Linked DNA regions of Mus musculus: region 1 is linked to region 2. Evidence: chromatin contacts called from public Micro-C data. All regions are on one chromosome and are shown on one strand. Each heading gives the region's core, a stretch centred on a gene start, on an enhancer-like site or on the middle of the called end of the contact. The rest is flanking DNA. Distances are from core to core; before and after follow the strand shown.

The links. Hi-C and Micro-C count contacts between places; a contact is called where the count stands out from the background.
Region 1: a contact with region 2 is called in a Micro-C map of trophoblast stem cells, with 3 times the contacts expected there. The contact joins the enhancer-like site here to the promoter of Nup62cl in region 2. A contact is called at or near these places in 3 of 484 Hi-C or Micro-C datasets (embryonic stem cells, frontal cortex and trophoblast stem cells) and 1 of 9 other capture datasets (adipose tissue).

Annotation. Positions count from the first base shown.
Region 1 is chrX:140,162,349-140,167,046 of GRCm38.p6, reverse strand. No RefSeq gene overlaps it. Among named protein-coding and RNA genes, the nearest start is that of Gm39537, 25 kb to the right of the region's middle. Within about 2 kb of position 1,991, at least 3 of the 459 cell types and tissues checked have an H3K27ac peak or open chromatin away from gene starts, as enhancers often do. A contact at or near this core is called in trophoblast stem cells, where this site is marked.
Region 2 is chrX:140,060,071-140,064,258 of GRCm38.p6, reverse strand. It overlaps Nup62cl (nucleoporin 62 C-terminal like), which reads left to right and starts at 1,691. Exons shown (of 9, transcript NM_001081668.1): 1 at 1,691-1,846. It overlaps Dnaaf6b (dynein axonemal assembly factor 6B), which reads right to left and starts at 1,380. Exons shown (of 7, transcript NM_177921.3): 1 at 1,299-1,380.

The DNA of each region.
Region 1 (4,698 bases), core at 742-3,241, 100 kb before region 2:
ACAGAGGATGTGTATAAAGTTCTAGCCCAGTGGAGTGGAAGGGTTAGCAGAGAAGGTATCTATCCTATGTCTGCCCTTGATTTTCTTTCTGTTCTGAGATATGTTTGCTTTCTTTGAGTCTTCACAGCCAGAATTGAAATCAAAGCTGTAAAACATGCCAAGTCAATGGCTGTAATAAAACTACTTTAAATCTCTGTTCAAAGTGTTTATTTATATTATATCCCAAATGTTCTGTTTGGAATGCCAAAGCTTTTTCCAGTAGCAACAAGCCACTGGAGAAATAAGCATTAAGTACAAATCAAGCTAGATCAGCCACTGGCCTGATTCAAAATCACCGGTCAGGACATAAATTTGAAATAAAGTGGGAACGCATTGCCTTCTAATTAGGAACTGTGGCATTAGAAACCCTCTCCATCAGTGTGTTTGCATCTTCCATGATTTCTTCTGTGTAGTAGGCTATAAATTACCAGAAAATGTGAAGATGAAGAAGCAAATTACAGCCTGGCATGTTGATACTACTAACTGTAGTTCTAGCTCCTGGGAGCTAGAGGCAGGGGGATCCGGAGTTTGGGGTCATCCTTAGTTGTATAGCAAGCTCCAAGCCATCTTGGAGCCATGTGAGACACTGTCTCAAATGTCCTCCCTGTTTCCCCCCAAAGCAAGCAAATCATATCCACCCTGTGTTTGTAAAGTGATTTATGCAACTAGAGCCCGTGTCCAGTCCTGAACTTGGGACCCTTATCAGGAATCACATGAAGTGGTGTGGGGAGGTTCTGAGAATGTACATTTGTGACATACTTCCCCAGGTGGTGCAGGTGCTGTTAGACTAGTGTAAACAAGTTGAGACTCTCAGCCTTAGGGGCTGTACTGAAGAGACAGGAAAGTCAAGGGACTCTGGACCCAGGGGAACTCGTGCAGAGGCAAGGATTGCATCACACAAGGAGGTTCCAGCCAGCTACAGACAGGGCTCAGCGGCCCACTCCTGGGTCTCAGTAGTTATAGAGTACAAGTTAACCCAAGTTGGGCCTTGTGACAAAAGCCTTGCTCTTTGTGGAGTTTTTCTAATTCTTGCTGTCATGCCTCGTTCTTCCCACATGAGGAGAGAGTGGTGAAGGAAACTGTGGCACTCATCTTCCCTGGAACCAGTGGCCCATGATGAGCCCTGAGTTCCAGAGCTGTAGCAGTTGAGAACTACCTACAGTAACTCTCAGGCTGATGGCCCCATGTGGTGGCTGAGAATGCACATCTTTGAAAAGCCCAAGCGACACTGACTTCTTGACAGAAGGGGCTACGAAGTAATCTGTGTCCTTAAGACTGAGGGGCCTGTGACAGTGAGAGACCGGCAGAACAGGGGAAGTTTAAATATATACTGAGGATTTCATTGTCATGGGTCACATTTTTCTAGAGTTATGAGTTTGCAAGAACTATACCAATTTATGTACAACATTTCTTCATTGCAAACTAGGTTTCAAACCACTGTTTGGATTGGGTAGTTTGGGTTCAGAGGAGAAGGGAACTAAGAGTTACTGAGAGTTAGGTCTCAAACCTGGGACAAAGGCTAACTGAGGTGCCTATTTAACGTATCAGAGTGGACCTGGCTGCCAGGTTCTCCCTGTAACCCTCAGTCTCTACCTATTTACAGGGTATGACTGGTATACTAGAAACTCTCAGAGTAGGCACAAGACACCCCAAGACCGCGTTCAGCACAAAGGAGCACTATTTGCCCCGCAGGGACAGAGGGCAGGCATAAGAGACAAAGACAGGAAGTAGAGGAAGAGGAAGAAAGGTAAGGCAACAGGGAGGGGGAGAAAAGGGTCAAGGGAGACAGGGAAGGGAAGGACAAAGGACTGCCTCTGGGTAGAGAGGAGACAGATCTGGCCCATAGGAAAATAGCCATTTATAAAGGTAAAAGGGGAAACCCCATGTTAGGATGAGGTGTTTCATTTTGATTGGACAGGCTAATTAGGTGAGGTAATGGCCCGCTTTTGCTTGCTGGACCTTGGTAGTCAGCCTCAGGAGGAGGAAGTGGCCAAAGAATGTAATGATCCTCTGTGGCTAGCTTTAGAAGTGTAATCTAACAGTTTTTTTTTTTCCTTTTTTCTTTTTAGCAAGGCAGAGGGAATAAGGAAGGACAAGGCCTGTCAGAGCCATGTTGCCGTGCTTGGACTGGCTAGAGTTCCTTCACCCTGCCCTCCTCCCTAACCTGGTTGGGTTGTCCTGCCCCAGTAGACTCTTTCCTAGCCGTTTTGGTAACCTGACTCTTTTTTTTTTTTTTACTTTTTCTCATCAGGGCCCCTGCACCTGGTGCCTATATGTCTAGCTCCCTGTCCGCCTCACATGGCTCGGGGTCATGTCTCCTCTTAACTCTCCCAGGTGTCCCTCCCTCAGGCTCTGTTTTCCCTTTCGCTGAGTTCTAAGGGACTCCAGAGACTCCAGGACTCTGAGGCTCCAGGGGTGATTAGTGCCTCAGTTTCTCCTATCATCCTCTCCTCCTGTAGGAAGAAGACGTTCTTCCTGTTTTCCTACATGTGGTACTCATTCACTGAGTTCTATGAAACTTTTTGGGCGGGGGGGGCATTCCCCCAGAGTTACCCCATTTGCTTCTCCCACCAACCCAGTTGGGTACAGACACCAATTACTGCATCTCTTGTGACAGCCTCCGGGAGTTTCAGTCAGTCACCTGCCCATTGCCACACTGTTTATCAAAGCTAGATCTGGATTCCAGATCAGAGCTGGCTCCAAAGCCTTTCTCCCCACAGCTGCTCCTAAGTGCACAAAAGACATGCCCTGCTCACAAGAACAGGGGAAAGGAAGGGGGATTTCAGCAACAAAGGTCACGGGAACAGAATCTTCTAGTAGCCAAGGTAAGGAAGGATGAGGCTAGAGGGAGAAATTGGCCCTCAATTCAGAGACTGTCCATTCACAGCTTGACTTCTTGCAGTCTCCTACCCACAAAGCTCTGGCTTAGCCCGCTTTCCTGGGAACACAGTCTGGGATAAGTCCCCAAGCTCACAGGCTATTTCAGGGAAGAAGCCCGGACAGGAACTTACGACCTTTCCACCCAGCCTAGTCTGATCTCCCAGTCTGATACCGCCCAGGTTTCAGGATGTCCACTCCTATAGGACACAGGACCTTAGAGAATGGGTCAGTACAGGATAAGAAGAACTTGCCCACAGCATGGTGCTTAGCTTAGGAATGCCAACATTTGTGTTGGCTTTAGGGGGCAGCTTCCTTAGCTTTTGACCTTGGGAATGGAAAGCTGTAACTGGCAGTAGATGGTTCAGAGTAGCCAAGGCCCTGGAGCAGGGGGAAGCTGGCGTTGATGCCTACAGCTTGACTTCAGGACACAGGCCAGCAGAGATTCTCCAGGGCTCATACATATGCTGCAGAAACACTTCCTGGTTCTAACAGAGTAGAAAACCCCAGGCTTTTACCGGCCACCTCTTACTCCAGATTCCATCTTCCTTAGCAAATAGGCCAGCTTCTGCAGAAGCCTTGATTGTTTTGTTTTTAAATTGACAAGAGGAAATCATGAATCTCACATCATGGATTTAATTTCTTAAATTGTATTGTATGTGCATGAGTGTTTTGCCTGTGCATGTGTGTGTGTGTGTGTGTTGCCCATGGAGGCCAGCAGAAGACACTGGGTCTCCTTTTTTTTTTTTTTTTTTTTTTGTAATGAATCCAGATGTTTGCTTTTATTAGCATTTAGTGGTTTAAAATAGTACATAGTGAAGAGTGTAAGCTTTAGCTGTATGGGCCTGAGTTCAAGCCTTGGCCTGACCCTCTGAGGCCATAGGATACCGTAAGCTCTGAATCTCTTTCCTTGAGTATAAGGTATAATATCAGGGACTGGAGAGATATCCTGGCAAATAAAATTACATACCGTTCTTGTAGACTAGCCCTAGCTCAAGTTCCAGCACCCATGTTAGGAGGCTCACAACCAGTTTAACTCTAATTTCAGGGGAGCTGGTGCCTCTGGTCTCCATGGGCCCTGCACACACATGCACATACACTGGGTCTCCTTAAACTGGATCTACAGATGTTTGTGAGCTGTTGTAGGGGTGCTGGGAATTGAGCCTGGGTCATCTCCGAGAGCTGCCAATGTTCCTAACTGTGGAGCCATCTTTCCTGTCCCACAATATGGCCTTTACCTTCTCACCTCTTTTCTTATCCTAAACTTCCTCCTGCACACAGACTTCCTTCCCCCCTGGCTACTCATTATCCTTATAACCCTGTTGTTCCCATTACGTTCTCTCCCTGCTCTCTTCCTGCTTCTTTCACTAGGTTTTCTTTACTCTCTGTCCCCTCCTACTCTCCTCTCTCTTGCAGATAGCGCTGGCTATGTCTGCTGGCCATGTTCAGTCTACTCCTTTCTTCTTCTGCTTTGGACTCTTCCATATGTCTCCTCTCTCTCTCTCTCTCTCTCTCTCTCTCTCTCTCTCTCTCTCTCTCTCTCACACACACACACACACACACACACACACACACACACACACACATCTACAGTGAAAACTTTCCCCTTAACCATACCACAGAGCAGTCATGCTGTCAGTTTATATCGTTATAAGCCACAATATAGGTGCTAGGAATTGAACCTGGGTTATCTCCCAGAACAACAAATACTCTTATCCACTGAGACATCTCTCTAGCCTCTCCCACTCCTTGAATTCGGTTTGTGCTGCCATCATACTAATG
Region 2 (4,188 bases), core at 442-2,941:
CATCTGCACTTTATCTAGTTTCTTTATTTTAAAACACAGAGTCTCTCCCATCCTTTTAAAGATGTGTTGCTTTGCTTTGGTTTTTGAGACTTGATCTTCCTAACTCGGCCAGGCTGATCTTGAACTCCTGGGTTCAAAGGAACCTCACATGTCAGTCTCCCTAGGAGCTGGTCTCACATGAGCTAGAAACTAAATTTTTACTCTGAGATGCAAAACTTTATTTTGATAGGACTCGTCCTGAGTCATCAAAAGCTGTGTAGTATGCCTGCAATCCTAGCACTTGGGAGGGCTGTGGCAGAAGGATCTTATGTTTAGGGGAGCCTAAATTGTAAATGGGATGGGGTACTATATAGCACATTTCAGGTAAACTTAATACAGTTGGCAGTACTTTTTTCTTAGTTTTGTATTCCACTCCTATATAAAAAAAGAGTCAACTGGTAATTTTTCTTTCAGTTCTTGAAGTATACGACTAAGGTTAAAAAAAAAGCCAGTTTTGTTTACTTCTGTAGTCTGTTCTGAATCCCTATTATGACAGGAAAATTCTTAAGATTAACAATCCTTATCTCTCAGCTCGAACTCGGTGCTTTCCCATCCCTCAGATTTGGTTTTTATCCCAGTTGTGTATGTTTTCAAAGTTAAAGTCAAATGACAAAATACTCCCCTAATCAGTCTTTGGTTGAGTAATAATATTTTTAAGGTACAGTAAATATGAGTGTGACCATTGGTCTTCACTCTTAAGGATATGACCAATGACCTCAGAACTTTCAGGCTACTGAAATCCCCTCCCACGGATATACTGTTCCATAGTGAGAGGTGAGGGCAATTTTATTTTAATTTTTTCATGTCTGAAAGACTTTACAGAGTGCTCTCTTCCTCTATTTCCCATCCAAGACCTGCTGGCCCTGAAATAATACTGCTTTTCACATAAAATGGAAGGTACAATGAGTCTTTCAACTTTGAACACCAGACGTACCTAAAAATTAATTTTTTAATGAAAATGGGGGGGGGTCTCACTGGGGACCCATTGAGTATGTGTGAGATTTGAGAAAGGAAAATTGGGAAATATTTTGAGGTTCAGCACCCATCCCTTCTGTAGTTTTCTAGAAACATCATGCTTCAGGGGTTGAGGGGGGTGGGAGGAACTTTGAGAACATTTGCCTCCACTTTGAGCAACATAGGGCTTTTGGGGGCTATCTCATTGAGCTCTAAAGTATTTTTAAATTCTCCCTAGTTCCTCTGACAGTCACAGCATTGAGCACCCTCCTCTGTTTTCACTCCTAAGTTTCAGTTTTCCTCACCTTGGTCGGTGCTCCGCACAGCTCACAGCCTAGGGGACGAAAATAGACTGCTGCTCCCTCGCTGTGCGTCTCTCTGTTGCCCGGGTAACAACTTTGTTGAACCCGCTTTTTTTCCACCTGTAGGACCCGTTTGACTCTGCTAGCCAATCATAGAAGCGTCTCCTTTAAAACAATACCAGCAGCAACCAATCCCGGGGAATCCCATGCTTGGCCTCCACGGCCGCCCTTTTCCAGCTAAGTAGGTCGACTCGGGTTAGGCTGCAGGATCTGTTGCTGCTGGCGCCTGGGAGTTTGCTGCTTCTCCGCCCGAGTCCGGGTCCGCCCCCTTCTCTTGGACCTGCCTCTCGCCCCGCCTCCGCCCTCACTTTGTAGACGGGACAGCGAGCGAGTTCAGCCACGGAGGTAAGAGCAGGACTTTAACGTTTGTCCCGCAGGCTTTTCGCGGCGAGCTTTCCCGCGCCGCCCCCCACCCTTACCAGGTCGCCAATTCCGGGTCTGAGAACTCAGTACCTTCAGCGGGTCCGGAGCGGAGCAGTGGACGCGGAAGGGTAGGACTCACGGGCGGGGATGGGAAAGCTTTGGTCTCGGCGATGCTCCGACTCTTCACGCCCCCTCCCGTGACAGAAACACGTGTTGTGCCGACTCTGTCCCTGCTAGGCACTGGTTCCACCGGAGCCTGTACCTTGGAGGTCGCGGAGCCCTGGGCGCTTGCGGTGGGATTGCGCTTTTTATTCCGTATGGGGGAAAGCCTGTCCCTCCGGGAGGCTGGGGGAAAAAGCGGGTCGTTCCGGGAGGCCGTGGGGAAGAGCAGGTCCGTCCGGGAGGCCGGGGAGAAAGCGTGGCCGTCTCGGAGCCCAGGGTGGGGGGTGGGGGAAAGCGGGTCCGTCCGGGAGCCCGGGGGAGAGCGGGTCCGTCCGGGAGCCCGGGGGAGAGCGGGTCCGTCCGGGAGCCCGGGGGAGAGCGGGTCCGTCCGGGAGCCCGGGGGAGAGCGGGTCCGTCCGGGAGCCCGGGGGAGAGCGGGTCCGTCCGGGAGCCCGGGGGAGAGCGGGTCCGTCCGGGAGCCCGGGGGAGAGCGGGTCCGTCCGGGAGCCCGGGGGAGAGCGGGTCCGTCCGGGAGCCCGGGGGAGAGCGGGTCCGTCCGGGAGCCCGGGAGAGAGCGGGTCCGTAGTCCGTCCCGGAGCCCATAGGAGAGCGGGTCCGGGGTCCGTCTGGTAGCCCCGGGGGAGAGAGTGGGTCTATCCAGGAGCCCGCGGGGGAAAGCGGCTCCGTCCGGGACCTCGGGGAGAGCCGGTCCAGGGTTCGTTCCGGAGCCCGGCGGGGAAAGCGGGTCCGTCCGGGCCCCCGGAGGAAAGCAGTTCCGGGGTCCGTCCCGGAGCCCGGGGAGAAAGCGGGTCCGTCCGGGACCCCAGCGGAAAGCGGGTCTGGGGTCCGTCCGGGAGCCTGGGGGAAAACCGGGTCGGTCCGGGAGCCCGGGGAGAGTAGGTCCGGGGTCCGATCCGGAGCCCGGGGGGAAAGCGGGTCCGTCCGGGACCCCGGGCGGAAAACGGGTCCGGGGTCCGACCCGGAGCCCGGGGTGGGAAGCGGGTTCGTCCAGGAGCCTGGGGAGAGCAGATCCTGGATCAGTCCCGGAGTCCGGGGGGAAAGCGGGTCCGTCTCGGAGCCCGAGGGGAGAGCGGGTCCGTCTGGGAGGCCAAGGCGAAAGCGGGTCCATACGGGAACCCGGAGGTGGGGGAAAAGGGTCCGTCCGGAAGGCCCGGGGTGGGGGATGGGGCGGAGAGCAGGTCCGTCCCAGAGTCCGGGAAAAAGCCTGTCCGTCTGTCCCGGAGCCCCGGGGAAAGCAGAGGGATCAGCCGGTAAGATGCTCCTGCGGAGGAGGCCACCGTGCTTCCTAAGTCCCAGGAAAGTCTTTGGGCAGAGTGCCCAGATTTCTCCTGCTCCAGAGTAGGGAAGTCTAGGTGTGCGTACCCTTAGTCGCTGATAGGGAAGTATCTTCATGTTAGAGGAGTTTCCCACGAATTGCTTGATTTGCAAAGGAGAAAGGTAGGGAAAAAAATGGTGTAAAATTAACTTGGCTATCTGATACCAGGTGTAAGCTAGGAGACATAGGATGGTTTTAATAATATTTTTTTGTTACCCAGGGAGTGGAATTCGATTACGAAGGTCCTGAACTACTGCCCTTGTCTCGGGTACTGTGCTTTTCACAACTTCACGGCATATGGCAAAGGGGAAGTGATAATGAAGTTTTAGTAATTTATTATTCTGCTTGCTATTATGCAAGATAAACAAAAATATGGGAGTAGGGTACTTAAATTATTGATTTTTAGCCAAATAAGCAATGCCATAATTCCCTTTATTACTGTGGGTGATCACAGATTAAATACCTTCCATTTTGTTAAGTCTCTAGATGCTTTTACAGAGTGTTATATATATTTTGGTATTCCAGTTGGTTTCCTTGTTTGGTCTTTGTTGTGCCCCTTTCTCCATTAATTCCATATCTGTAATATTCAGCCACCGTTTTGGAAGTCTTTTGACACTGAGTCATAGAAGGAAATACATTTTAAGAACTGGGTATAAGGGATTATATCTGTACTGCTGAGAGCACTAGACTGAAGCAGGAGGATCACAAGTTCAAGGCCAGCCTGGAATAAGTAGCAAGCCGCTTTCTTTAAAAAAAAAAAAAAAAAACACCTTTATATTGTGTCTGTAGTTCACAGATAGACAATATAATTGACATATTTGTAAAAATCATTATTATGTGCAAGTACAATCTAACACTTTATATTTTAAAGATAGAGACCATGATATATTAATAAATCATATTGCATTGTGAAAAACACTGGCCTTACACCACTGGGTTTCAGACGTTTGTCTGCCTTTACTGAAATTATCA